3 separate regions of the Mus musculus genome follow, and all the other regions are linked to region 3. The links are chromatin contacts, called in public Hi-C and HiChIP or PLAC-seq maps. All regions are on one chromosome and are shown on one strand. Each heading gives the region's core, a stretch centred on a gene start, on an enhancer-like site or on the middle of the called end of the contact. The rest is flanking DNA. Distances are from core to core; before and after follow the strand shown. Region 1 holds the start of Btla (B and T lymphocyte associated). Region 2 overlaps Btla (B and T lymphocyte associated). Region 3 overlaps Cd200 (CD200 antigen).

The links. A called contact is a pair of places that touch in the nucleus more often than the background predicts. HiChIP or PLAC-seq counts read pairs in DNA pulled down with a chosen protein or histone mark.
Region 1: a contact with region 3 is called in a Hi-C map of Th1 cells, with 2.7 times the contacts expected there. The contact joins the promoter of Btla here to the enhancer-like site in region 3. A contact is called at or near these places in 2 of 39 promoter capture datasets (embryonic stem cells and neural stem cells), 1 of 15 datasets of contacts at CTCF or cohesin (CD8 T cells), 3 of 484 Hi-C or Micro-C datasets (CD4 T cells, Th1 cells and bone marrow-derived dendritic cells), 5 of 115 datasets of contacts at active chromatin or transcription factors (CD8 T cells, memory CD8 T cells, regulatory T cells and 2 more) and 3 of 9 other capture datasets (adipose tissue, liver and macrophages).
Region 2: a BATF HiChIP or PLAC-seq map of CD8 T cells shows a contact between it and region 3, with 12 read pairs. The contact joins two enhancer-like sites. A contact is called at or near these places in 2 of 15 datasets of contacts at CTCF or cohesin (CD8 T cells and the NIH/3T3 cell line), 3 of 484 Hi-C or Micro-C datasets (B cells, CD4 T cells and CD8 T cells), 3 of 115 datasets of contacts at active chromatin or transcription factors (CD8 T cells, regulatory T cells and regulatory T cell precursor) and 3 of 9 other capture datasets (adipose tissue, liver and pancreatic islet).

Annotation. Positions count from the first base shown.
Region 1 is chr16:45,221,627-45,226,169 of GRCm38.p6, reverse strand. It overlaps Btla (B and T lymphocyte associated), which reads right to left and starts at 1,833. Exons shown (of 6, transcript NM_001037719.2): 1 at 1,709-1,833. The coding sequence starts at 1,817.
Region 2 is chr16:45,249,964-45,254,465 of GRCm38.p6, reverse strand. Btla (B and T lymphocyte associated) reads right to left here. Exons shown (of 6, transcript NM_001037719.2): 6 at 1,571-4,117. The coding sequence ends at 3,869. Among named protein-coding and RNA genes, the nearest start is that of Btla, 28 kb to the right of the region's middle. Within about 2 kb of position 2,560, at least 61 of the 459 cell types and tissues checked have an H3K27ac peak or open chromatin away from gene starts, as enhancers often do. A contact at or near this core is called in B cells, CD8 T cells, regulatory T cells and 1 more, where this site is marked.
Region 3 is chr16:45,386,658-45,390,948 of GRCm38.p6, reverse strand. The region is part of intron 5 of Cd200 (CD200 antigen); the gene reads left to right. Among named protein-coding and RNA genes, the nearest start is that of Cd200, 20 kb to the left of the region's middle. Within about 2 kb of position 1,643, at least 55 of the 459 cell types and tissues checked have an H3K27ac peak or open chromatin away from gene starts, as enhancers often do. A contact at or near this core is called in B cells, CD8 T cells, Th1 cells and 5 more, where this site is marked.

The DNA.
Region 1 (4,543 bases), core at 584-3,083, 160 kb after region 3:
TAAGGCACCTGGCCTGTGCTTATCTAAATCTTTCCATTTCATTTTCTCTATATATTGATTTATTATGTTTGGGGATAAAAATTTCAAACAAAATATTAATTATTTGAAGCAAGTATTAGTGAGACATTAATAACAAAGCATGAAGTCAGAGCTAGACATAAGTAAAATGTTCTAGTCAAAACACAGTGACTACAGCTAATTATTTTAAAATTAAGATCTGGTAAATTTAAAATGATAAGTATGTAAGGTCATAGGCAAGTTAGCTCAATTGATTTAAACATTCTACAATGTATGCCTGCATTATAATCTTACTTCATAACTAAATATCTATAGCATTTGGCGATTTTTAAAACTAGATCTACTTAAGGTTTTAATGTTAAACCTAAGTTCTCATTTAATTGGATTTTATCAAAGGTACTGAAGGAAAAAACTATTGGCAAAGGTCACCATTAACATTTATCAAGCTTTAATTGCATCTACTTACCATAGCTAGGCACTATAGGTATAAGAAAAGGCCAACTGCTAGGTATAATTATATATTTTTTAATGAAGAAAGGAAAACTAAGAAAGGAGAAGAAACTTAACTGAGTTCATAATGTAAGTAGCAGAGGGAATAAATACTCCCACCTGATAACCAAGTTTCTGTGCGTAATAAATACCAGATTATAACATACTGGGTAGAAGAATATAATGCGAATTACAACCCCAATTGTGCTATAAAATTAAAAATATTTCCTTTGTTTCACAGAGTCCAGTCTGCAAGAGGTCCCTTAGAATTAAATAGAATTAATATTTGACTCCTCTTGTCTTTCAGAGGTGGGTAATAATAAACAAGGGCTTGAATGACTAAGAAGAAGTTCTACTCTGCTCTTGGCTAGGTGGTCTTGTGACATCAGATCATTGAATCCTAAACCTCACAGTTCCAGATTTCAAGATGACATTCCACAGGACCTCAGTGGTTCTATTTTTCAATCCAACACGAATGTGCCCAGTTGCTACACGTGTGATGGTGGAAGATAAATAACCCAAGGATCCCAAGCATTACAGACCTTGTCTTCATAAACTATGGAGAATTGTTTCCTATTTTCAGTTGGCGACCATTCACAAATCATCCTGTCCAGACAAACTAAAGCGACACTCATGATTTACTCTTCAGCCTCACATCGAGAAGCCTGCTTAGTACTCTCATAGTACACCCCACAGTATTCTCATAGTATACCCCACAGAAAGAAGGAGGCAGTCTATTTAGATTGAACATTATTTGAGTGTAACCATGGCCACAGCTATAACCACAAGTATCCAAAAGCTTTCCCACCCCAGTAAGCACTACAACATCCTGCTGACATCTGATACCAAGACATGAACGTAACAAGTCTTTTCTGTTAGCATGGCAGCCACAGAGAGTTTTGTAATAGTGACAAATCTGTACTGACACATTTATAACATCTGCTCAAATCTCTTCACTTACCATCAGGACCTGGTTTTAGGAAACTTAGCTCCAGCTATGGATCAGTTTTTGCTCTGTAGCCAGGTGAGTAGCATGTCCTAACTTCACTCACATCCTGGAGCGTTTTCAAGAAGCAAAAGGGACTCATCACTCTGAGCTATATATGCCCTGGACATGAACATCCCTCTCCACAGAGCAAGCTCAACTATCACTGACAGGAACCCCGAGGAAGAAAACCAGCTTTCTTAGTAGGTCCCTTACCATTCCTCTTAGTAGCTTTCTCACAAAGGATGCTCCAGAGGCCCAGATGGAGGATGAAGAATTCCCTAAATAACCGAGGAGTCCCAAGCATGGCAGGCACTGTCTTCATTCCCAGCACGTGTCAGGTAAGGGCAAACTTCCTCTTCCTCCCTAGAGATCTTCAGAGCTGGGTCACGTTATTCACACTAGCAGCATCTTAGGCCAAAATAAATTAATTAATTTAAATCAAATCAGGAGACCTGGTGGGAGAGGACAGTGTGAGTAGTCCGAAGGATTTGTGAGAGCAAGAGGCCCTGCTGTGGTTTTGTTTCTGATCCGACCTGCTGTTCTCTTTCAAGCCCTCTGATGTGCAAAGCAGCTGGCTCCTTGCTTCCGCTCTGCCACCATTCTTGCATAACCTTGAGGTTTTTCTCAAAGTGAACAATTAAACTTAAAAAAAAAAAGATCTAAATTGTTACAGTCTTTAGGTTTAGATTCTGATCAAATCAGGGTCAGGAAATTCATACAAAAAGTACCTATGGTAAGCATATATTTCCCCTTTTTATAGTTTGTGATTATGATACTTCATCAGTGTAATGTATCTTACAACCCTCCCCCCATGCTCCCATAAAGGCACAGTAAGATGAGAATGTTCCTTGTCATGAAACCAATGAAGACTTATCTGACGTTATGGAGAAAATGACTGACAGGGTGCATTTCATCAACAGAAGAGGGAAGGGCCTCCTTCTTCAGTCTGTAGATGCCTATCAACGGAATACATGCTTGCCGTTAGTACTAGCTACACGATCTTCCTAAATATTAAAGTTCTAAGCAAAATGAGCACTTGAGTGCCAATTAGAGGAAACTTTCATTTTCCGCATGCTTTATGTGGTTGTTGTCGAGATGAAGCAGTAAAGTAAGAAATGGAAAAAGTTCAAAATTGGATAGCTCAGGGTTGCTGAGGGGCTGTGGGCACGCAGCCCACGTTCAATCACTAGCTTATAACAACAGGAATTTGGTAATTCCAAATGGAGAGGTGGCACCTGTGCAGTTTAACTCATTGAATGAAATTGAGAAATCTTTCCCTCAGAGGCTAATGGTACCCTTCCAAGGCCAAACTCCATTTAGGGTACCTATTGCATATTTGTCCAGATAAGCCACAGTGGCTGGAATACCAACATGAGTGAACGCCGCTCCAGAATTTAAGGAACTCAGCCAATCCATGCTGATGCTCACGCACCCCTGGTACGCCAGATGATACAGGTAGTCTGCAGAGCTCCTAGAATCTGCACTGTTGACCAAGGAAGCACCCTGCTTATGGTTCATTTTATACAACTCATCCCCCTTCCTTGCTCAGAATGGGGTGCAAAACTCCTGTTGGCAGTAGAAACAAGGCTCAATGTACCTCTAAAATAGCCTAAGAGGTTTCGAAGAAAAGCCTTGAATCACCACCCATCCTAAAGCTCGAGATATCATCCAAACCACAAATAAACTCTGTCAACTCCAGACCATCATAGTTCTCTAGTGGTTCTTGTTCTCTCTCCTCCTCCCCCTCCCCCTCCTCTTCCTCCTCCTCTTCTTCCTTCTTTCGGTGTGTGTGGGTGTATGTAAATGTTTATGTAGGTGTATGAACATGCTGTGTGCTTTCTGCTGGATATATGCAGGGGTCAGACATCTTTCTCAATGATTCTGCCCCTTACTTTTATTTTTTTTTTTTTAGGACAGAGTCTCTCACTGAACCAGGAGCTCATCCATTTCGCTAGAGTAACTGGCAATGAGCTCCAGGAGTCGCCTGTCATTCACCCCAATGTACGACCATAACTGGCCTTTTATGTGGCTGCAGCGGATCTGAACACAGGTCCTCAGGCTTGCACGGAAGGAGCTTTACTGACAGAGCCATCTACCCAGCCTCATGATTTTCTTTTCATACAAAGGAATTCATACGAAGTAGATAACATTTGGAGCAATCTTATAAAACTTCTCACGAATTTGAAATGATGTCCATTCTGATATTTTATCAGTGTGTGTGGCTATTTATCCCTGCACAGTTGCAAATGCCATTGGCCAAGACTTTGACTCAGAATCTCATTCCTGTCTTTATTCTAGGGTAGAAATGAAAGAAGCCAGATTCAAAAATGCATTGCTCAGAGATAAGTCTGCCTTGCTTTGTGTTTATAACTTATCCAGTAGCTAGGTTTGTTTTTGTTTTTTTTTTTTTTTAAATCTCGAATCATCCCATTATAATCATGTACTGTTTAATCCGAAACTTGTAATTTCCATGTCAATGCACAAATTTAATGAGTTTACTGCATTCCTAGAAATGCTTTCTTTTGTATGCTAGGAACAGTTTTAAAAACACAAGTCCATTGCCAGTTTCATGTTGAATGACAAAAAGAAAAATGGAATTTGGGAAAATGCAAATTTATCTTCACAAAAATCCAAGAGCTGCTTGCATAGCAAATTATTTTCCTCACTTGCTGAGTCTGTTACTTTCAGGAATTATAAAGCAGCTTTATTTTCTGTAATATTTTCTCCAGGTGACCAGAAGAGCAGCAATCACAAACTTAAATACAACAATGTTAGACAGAGTCAAACACTCCTTAGTCTTGATTTTTAACCCCTTATGTACCAAATAATATTCCATAGCTTCTCCCAGAAGTACCTATCCACATTTAAACCCACTGCCGTGCTAATGCATGTATGTGCTTTCCTTACCAATGTTATTGCTAGCAGTGGTGCCTATCAAACCAGCCAGAATACAAGTTAGAAAATGACGATGAACCCTACAGCCTGCCCTTAGCCTACTGAATTCAGATCCCACAGAGATATGGCCAGAGAGCCCTATTTTGAAAAACA
Region 2 (4,502 bases), core at 1,311-3,810, 140 kb after region 3:
ATAGAGGACAAGGAAGCAAGTCTCTCTCTCCCTCTCTCTATTTCTCTCTCTCTTTCTATTTCTCTCTCTCTTTCTATCTCTCTATTTCACTCTCATTCTAGTTTACTTTTTCTTTAAGTAATTGCTTTACATCCAGATCTCATCAGCTTCACCTCCCTCCCCTTCTCCCAGCCCCTTGCTCTCACCTCACCTCCCTTCATCTTCCTATCCTCCCTTTCTCCTCAGAGAAGGGGAGGCTTCCCATGGATATCAGCCCACCTTGATCTACCAAGTTAAAGTAGGATAAGGTGTATCTTCTCCTAGTGTGGCTAGGAAAGGCAAAATAAGGCCTTTTAGACACAGTAGGGCAGACACGTGTATGATCTCACAGAGACTCAGGCAGCATGCCCAGGGGTTCTAGATCTGCACAAGATGGGTTTCTAGAACTGAAAGTAGTAGATACAAGCCCCTTAATCTTGAAGCTATCTCCAATTAATTACCACTCAAAAATGAAAACTTAATTTTCTCCAGTGGAATCTCACTGGATCTACAAACCACTCTTAAGGGCAGACCCTATTCCTAGCTGTATATGACCACCACAAAATGAACTCAATGACAACTTTGTTTTGTCAGGGCATTAAAAAAAAAAACCTTACAGACCCTTTGGATTTATATTATGGCTTCTGATTCTGGGTTTTCATGACATTCCTTTGTGTGTGTGTGTGTGTGTGTGTGTGTGTGTGAACATGTGAGTCATTGCATACATCTATGTATGTGTCTTGTGCTTTTTCTTTGTTTTTTTTCTTCTGTTTGTTTTGTCCTATTCTGATTCGTTTTTGTCTTATTTTATTATGATTTTTTAGATACCTATTTGTTTTCTAAGCAGAGACAGAAAGGGTGTGGATCTAGATGAGAGGGGAGGTGGGAGAAGTTGAAGAAGGAAAAACTGTAATCAGAATATGTTGTATTAAATATATTTTAAATAAAAGAAAAATTAGAAATAAAATGCTCAGTAAATTTTCACCTGGTCATGCAGGCTCTGGAATACTTACATCTAAACCATAGACCTGGACTGTTCTCAGCCATGGTCAGAGAAACTTCTCACTGTGGTAGGTGTGGCCAATGCAGAGAGTTATAGCAAGTAACTGTTGCTTGAAGAACAAGGGTGAAGAACAAGTGGTCGTTGAGGGTTTAGCTATACCTGTGGCATCTCTACCCACTCCCTTCCAATGCTCGAGGAAGATGAGTGAAGCAGGACAGGGAAAGAACCTGAGACCTGAGTCACAGGAAAGAGTATAGTAAAATACTAGCTGCTGGACGTGACGGGAGTGTTGTCCTCTTAAACTCACAGCAGCTGGGGTTATTTGTACAAGACCTATACCAGATTGGTGCCATCAATGTCCCTTGTGGATGGAGAAGGGACATAAGATGGCTGCTCTGGCCTGGAGAGCTATTGGCAGTTGATTGCTGGGGGAAAGGGTGAAGGAGTCATTTGTCAATTTTCAGGTAAATGTTAATAATTTTACTGTCTTACTGGGTACAAGTGACAATCTTAAAGTTCAAGGAAATCATGAAATCATCTCCCACTTGTGAGTTAGGTAACCATGAAAATAATGCTGGAACAAATTTATTTGAGGAGCTACAACATACATATTTACTAAGTAGGAATAAGAGCATAAATGCTATGTGATTGGCAAACAAGGTACAAACAGAATTGATCATTCATTGAGGTGAAATCTTGAGCAGCGTCTTTCATTGTAAAACATATTAGAACATGCTTAGTAAGTGAGAGTGCTTGTTATGCAATCATGAGGACCTGAATTTCAGTTCTCCACATCCTTGTAAAAAGCTGGGCATGAGCAAATATAGTCTAGCAATGTGGGGGTCAGGGATGGGAGGATCCATCGCTGGCTTGCTGCTTGCTAGCAGAGCTCCAGGTTCAATGAGAGACCTTCCCTTAACAGAATAAAGTGGAGTGCAATAGAAAAGGGTGCCTGACTTTCTCTTCTGGCTCCTGCATACACATGTGTGTACACCACGCACATACACCATATACACACATACATGCATACCCAAATATACATGTACACACAACGTTTTTAAAAGATTGTTTTAAACAGAGTAGAGCGAAGTATTTTCCTTTTAAAGCCGGAGACAATTCTGAAAGATTTGCTTAAGTTGCCTGTTGATCTGATAAGAGAGACAGAGTGCAGTACTCATCCCCCTCCCATCCTTCCTGTTTCTATTTTGAAGATGAGCAGCTATTCTAAGGTCTTTTTTGCATAAATTCCCACAAATGCACCTGCCTGAACAAGCTTAACTAGAAGTGGTTGTAACATGTCTGAAAACATTGTTTGTTGTTCTAGATTCAGGGAACTGGAACCCGAGGTGAGCAGTAGGTGAGAAAAGCTGTGTAGTAAGGCCTCTTTATTCACTGTTTATGGATACATTCTCAACTCCCTTCCATTCTCACCAGTCTACGTGTTATTTTCTATAAATGACTCATTTTCTCTAGTACTTTGCACCTTCTAAGCAAACTAAAAAAAGCACAGCAAAAGGACTGGTTTCTCTTGTCTTATTTCCAGGCGTCACATCTTGCATTTGCATGCTAGCACACACATGCACAGGCACACCCACATATATGCATGCAATTACATAGACAGTTTATGTGTTTGCTCCAGTGGCTTCTAACTCAGGCCCAATCTGCTGTATACTAAGACTATGCCATTATTCAGTTTTAGGGTCTGAGAACTCAAGCCTCAAGCTGATGAATAAAATTATGAGCTATTTTTAAGTAATTAGACTCAATCCGGAAATTCAGAACACCTGATAATCATCTTCTTGAACAGCTGCAATGTCAGAATTTAAACCTGAGTGATCTCCATAGGCCCTACTTCATTACATATGATTTTTTCTGATTCACTTCCTCAGAATCAAGAAACAGGCATTAATGAATGCATGCCAGTCCCTACGGATCAACTCAATATTCAAGATTCTCCTTTCATAAATTGCCCTTTGAGCTTGCTCTCACGTAAAGCAAAAGGTGGGCTAAAAGTTCGCTCTAGATTGATAATATATCCATTCCCATGGACACTTGTTCATAGGCCCATACGTACCATATGTATATTAATCCAGCAGCATTGAATCACATTCATGTGCGTTAATCTTGATCCAAACACTACCACGCTGATTGCAAATCCACTCACTATATGTGGATGAGCCCTTTACTACCTACCTTACTTTCTCAATCAAGCCAGCTGAAGGTGAGCATCTCACTGGTGGGGATAAGGATCGTTGGCACCACATCTATCTGGCATATGCTATATCTGTATTATACCAATTACCCTTTCTAATCTTTTTCTGAATTGAGTCCAAGATAATTTTTCTTTCACATTAAAAAAAATAATAAAGCATTATCTATATAGATTGACATGGGTAATTGTCTTATCATGACTGACTGAGAGCATACAATCATTACTATATTTATGACTAGTTAGTCAAACTGGGCCATTCTTTTTCTAGAATGTGTAGTGAGCAGATCCAAATAACACGCTTCTTTCTCCCCTGTAAGTCTGTTTGGTAGTTCCAAAGAAAATATTGAATTCACACATTGGGTACGACATGGTGCGACATGGTCAATTTTAAAAGCCCTATTATTCTGCTATTCGTAATATGAGTTTTCCCAGGGAAGAGTCTGTCTTGTACAAAACTCTCCCAAAGTTTTCAGGAGAAATTTTAACTAAATACTTCATGGACCTTTAAGACGCAGCACCAGCACAGAGCATCTTAATTGAAACTTTCCAGGTTGAAGGTTATTTGAAACTGAAGGTCCAGACAGAGGTATTGACAGGCACTCATGCAGTGTAGGCTGCCTGGCTCAGTGGCAGGTTTAACTTCTCACACAAATGGATGCATATTCTGTGGGTGCCTCCTGCATGTTGTTTTCCTGTCTTGGATTCCTTCCAATAACACAATGGTTCAAAGAAGCATAAACAATGCCCTGGTTGTTTCTCTCTGATTGCAAGCTAATTGTCAATTCAGATTCATCCTGCATGCTAGACCAGGGATCATTATCATAAATTCCAGTTCCTGATGGCAGTGCTTGGTGATTTGTCCTGGAACTGGCTGGAATATCAACCTATAAAAGAAAAGAGATATACCACATAAGGATGCGACAAAACATAATCATTATTGGACTATGAGGGAAAGGCTACATTATGTCAAGCATTTTGTCCCTCCTATAAACCACTTTATATCTACATTCTCATTAAACTTTGTACTATCAAAGGGTGAAAGTGTTGGATTTGGTTTGCTTGTTTGTTTTTATTTTTTTAATGTTATGTCCAGGTCCACATGAGTGTTAGGCAGGTATTTAACCATTGAGCTCCAAAGGCCAAACATCTGAAGTCATCTATGGTCATCCCAAACACTTGTTTTATGATTTATCATGGGTCATTGGAGGTCACAGTGCATACACGCAACGTTCATTCAATGGGAAATCACAGTTCCAAGTTCACAGGAAA
Region 3 (4,291 bases), core at 394-2,893:
ATTCTGTTTTTTAATTAAGTACTGTGATCCCAGCAAGGGAAGCCAGTTTCCTTCTTGAAAGTCACAGTCAGTTCTTATAAGCATGTTAGAACTTCAAAATGGCTTTCCTGGATCTCTCCCGACTCACAAATGAAAAAAGAAAAGAAAAGGAAAAAAAAAAAAAAAGCTGTGGTTATCAGTTGCATTCACTGTAAATTATTCTCTGTTGCAAACAAAAATGTCCAAAGTATTTGAATTCATTTCTTAACTAGAGTTATATTTCAGCCCGAGATAAATTCCACTAAACAGGAGTATTTGCAAAGTAATAGTTCTTTGTTCATTTAGCAGTCTTAGATTTTCTGAGGGATAGAATCGCTACATGCCAGAAAGAGGCAGTCAATGTCTGTACTAAACTCTCGCTTCACTTAAGAAATAAGTATTCCTGCTTCAGATGAACCTTGTGAACACTTAGTTGCCATTTTGTTGGCAAGTGTTGACATGACATATGGCCACATCAGTCAATTTCTCTGAATGCTCATATTTTGAGTAACTTGATTCCTTTTTTTTTTTTTTTAAGATTTTAGAACTTTAGCAGCCATCGGTTTGACTCCTGTAGTTAAAGCTACTGAAACCAAGTGTCAGTTATATTGAAAGCCTAATTGCTCAGAGCTAAGGAAATACTGGTTCCCAAAGAAACATATTTTAAGCTATGCAGAACATTGTGAGAAGCCAAAAACAGTCAAAGCATATGATAACACTTCTCTCTCTTTTTTTTCACACAACAGGTGAACACACAGGTCAGCACCTGCCTTCCATAGTTCCCTCCTTTACTTCCGTCCTCTTTCACTTTTTCTTCCCCTCATTTTTTGAGGTAGTAGAACTTTTAGATATGAAAGGAAATGCAGTCAGGCAAAGCCAACATAGAGGTTCCAAAACCGGTGATCTAAAGGCTCATGCTATGAACATGAAAGAGGAAATGAGAAAGTGGAACAGAAAGTGGTGTGTATGTATGTGTGTGTGTCAGGGTGTGTGTGGGGGGGTGGGGGTGCACATATGCTGGGTATATGAGTATGAATGTGGGTGTAAATGTGTATGAGTGTGTATGTGTGTATATGTGTGTATGAATGTGTGTGAATGTGTATGTATGTGCCAGTGTGTGTGTGTGTGTGTATGCACACATGCTGTGTATGTATGAATGTATGTGGGAATGTGTGAGTGTGTGTGTGTGTGTGTGTGTGTGTGTGTGTTTTGCAGGTAGATAAAAAGAAAGATAAATGATGTTTATACTAACTAAATCTAAACAGACTCATCTCCATGGAGGACTCAGTAGCCAATAGGGATGTGGTCAGTTATGTCAACCTTTGTTTGCTAATCCATCAAAACAAAACTCTTTTTAGATTCTAATCTCAATCCATGGTCCACAAAAGTGAGAACAGATTTATTTTGCCCCAGATCTGTAATAACGGCTGTTGTCTTAGCATTGAGGTCAGCCTCCCCTAACTCCTCTTGTGATTCAGTACAGCGTAGGACGTTGTCCTCTACTCTCTTTTCTGTTGTATCATGTGCTCTGGAGGAACTTATGATAACTATTAGGCCACTTATATCCAACTCCTAGCAGGATCACCACAGTTATTTCCCTGGAGTCTACCCTTATAAAACTAAGACGGCTTTCAGGAATATGCTTACTTTGTTTTGTTTCCATGAATCAGTATTTTATTATTGAAATAGAAAGTGAGAAAGAATTCAAAGTTTCCTGGGGAAATTTTCTACCATACCCAACCATTTTTTCTAGTAACAGTTGATGATGTCATAAGTTCATACCTTCTCCAGATAGGAGGCTGAGAATAATCTTGCATTTCACAACAATTACCTACCATTTATTATATAGTTCTCAGAAATGATGAATGCAATTTTGGGTCTGCTATGGGGCAGATCACTGAAAATATCAGTGCATGGTAGAACTCTTTGTTTTGAGTAGCTAAGTTATTTTCTTTTCTTTGGTTTGCTTGATTCAAGACTGGGTTGGAAACAAAAGAACACAGACACTCAAGTGAGACATATATTCTGGACTTCACTTCTTTTCAAAGTGCTGGCTATTTCATATAAAAAATATTTTTGACCACATAATATTTATATTTAGCTTGACTTCCCTTACTTCCTAGTAGCCTGAGATATGAATGGGCTTTTGACAATACATAATGATTATATTAATAATTTACTATTTCCTGGATAGGAGCATATACTGATTCCTATTTTAAGCACACTATTATGTCAAGGAACAAAGATTTCCCATGAATTTTGTGTTGATAAAATTCATCATTAGTTAGGAAGAGAGTCCAAAGAAGATTTATTACTTAAGCAATTAAAATCTTCATTGTTAAATAACAATGCTAATGATCTCCAGATTAAAGGACTGGGTAAATGAGAATCCCTACCCTATCCAGAATCTTCATAATCTTAGGAAGGAAGATGATGCTCTATATGAACAAAGCAATGGGGAACCTTTAATAAACTATTCAGTCTAGCATTGCTGGGAAAAATGTACTCCAAGCCTACATATATATATATATGCATGTTGTTTTCATATGTAAAAATGCTACTCATCAACTCATCATTCCGAAATGGCATGACAAACTTTGATCACCAATTTCTTGACCACCAGGCTCTCAAAGCCTTGGTTTTCTTGCATGGAACTATTCTTTTTTTATTCTCTAAAACCCTAAAAAATAATCTCAGCATAAATGAACCAAATCCTGAGTTTCACTCCATATCAAGAACATCTCCAGGAGTGAAGACATCATAATCTTCTCTATAGCAACTGAATGGCAGTTTAGCTCTCAAGTGGACATCTCTCTCCTTAGCTGTTTGACCATGGGGATTTTTTTGAAAAGAGATTGCCTGTTCATATTAGCATCATTTATTACACAAATTAATGAAATAACAAGAATTAGAACATTTTTAAACTAAGTAATCCTCTCATGTCATTGTTACCTTGAATTTTAGCTTCTGTCCTTTCTGTCCTGTCTAGTACCAGTTGTGTTCTTTGGAATTGCTATGCCCCTCACCGTTGTAGTCTACACTTTGAACGTTGGCTGAACAGATCCACACTTTTAGTCTTCATTATTAGAGAAGCCAACTTTATGTTCTCTAAATTGGAAGAGGTTGAGTTACTTTACAAAGTAAATAAATGGCTTAGCCATGGAAGAGAAATACTGTTTTCTATTGTTTCTTTGCCAAATAATCAGAATCTTGGTGGCCTACAACACAAAAATTCATTTTCCTACAATCCTTCAGGTCAGAAATCCAACATAGGAGTCATTAGGCTAAAATCAAGGTGCTTTTAAAGCTATCTTCCTTCCTACAAATTCTTGAAGAAAATCAATCGCCTGTGTTTATCCAGGTGTTTCAGATCGACTTCATTCCTTGTTTTTTGTTTGTTTGTTTGTTTGTTTGTTTTGTTTGTTATTGTTTGTTTGTTTGCTTGCTTTTTTTTTTTTACTTGTTCCCATATACAGAAGTAGTGACGACCACTTAGGTCATTCTCAAATTAAGTTTCTCACTAACTTCTCTTACCCTCATAAAGACATGTGTGCTTGCAGCAGGCCCATCTATATCTCTGGGCTCTTAATTAAATCATACAGATAAATCCATCCTTCTATGTAAGGTATTCCTTTCCACTCTCTTGAAATTAGGATGGAGATGATAAAAGACAACCTTGTTCTGCTACCACACAGGTTAAGGTGGGCTGGAGTAAGTGGAGGGATTGCTGTTATCTGATCTCCAAGTACAAGCATCCATCCAATACCTATATTCCTTAGCCTCATGCAGTTCAGGGAAATTCTATATCAAAGAACATCAAACCCTGGTCAGATTCTCTGAACACATCACTTTAGCTTTCTTATTCAAGCCTTGCCTCCTTACAGTGAAGCAAGACTTTACAATATTTTTCAAGATTATATTCTGTGTCTCAAGTCTAACACAAAAATGTAACTTCTGCTTTCTTCATTACTAATCACTGACTGTAACATTACCAACATGGGTTCTTTTCATTGAAATCCCAATTCTTATATCCTTCCTGCATCTTTCTACTCAGAGGCCCATCACAGCAGCAGCGGTTACTGACCTGTCCTGATAGCTTAGTCATAGTTCATTTGGATTCTCTGTAAGAGCAAGGTAAAATATTACACTTAGCACTGTACATCATGATATGAGACAGGACCATAGTGGTCTTTCCAATCGATTATAACTTAATAAGACACAAGTTTCTAACTGGGCATGATGGTACAAGCCTGTAATATCAACAACTGAGATG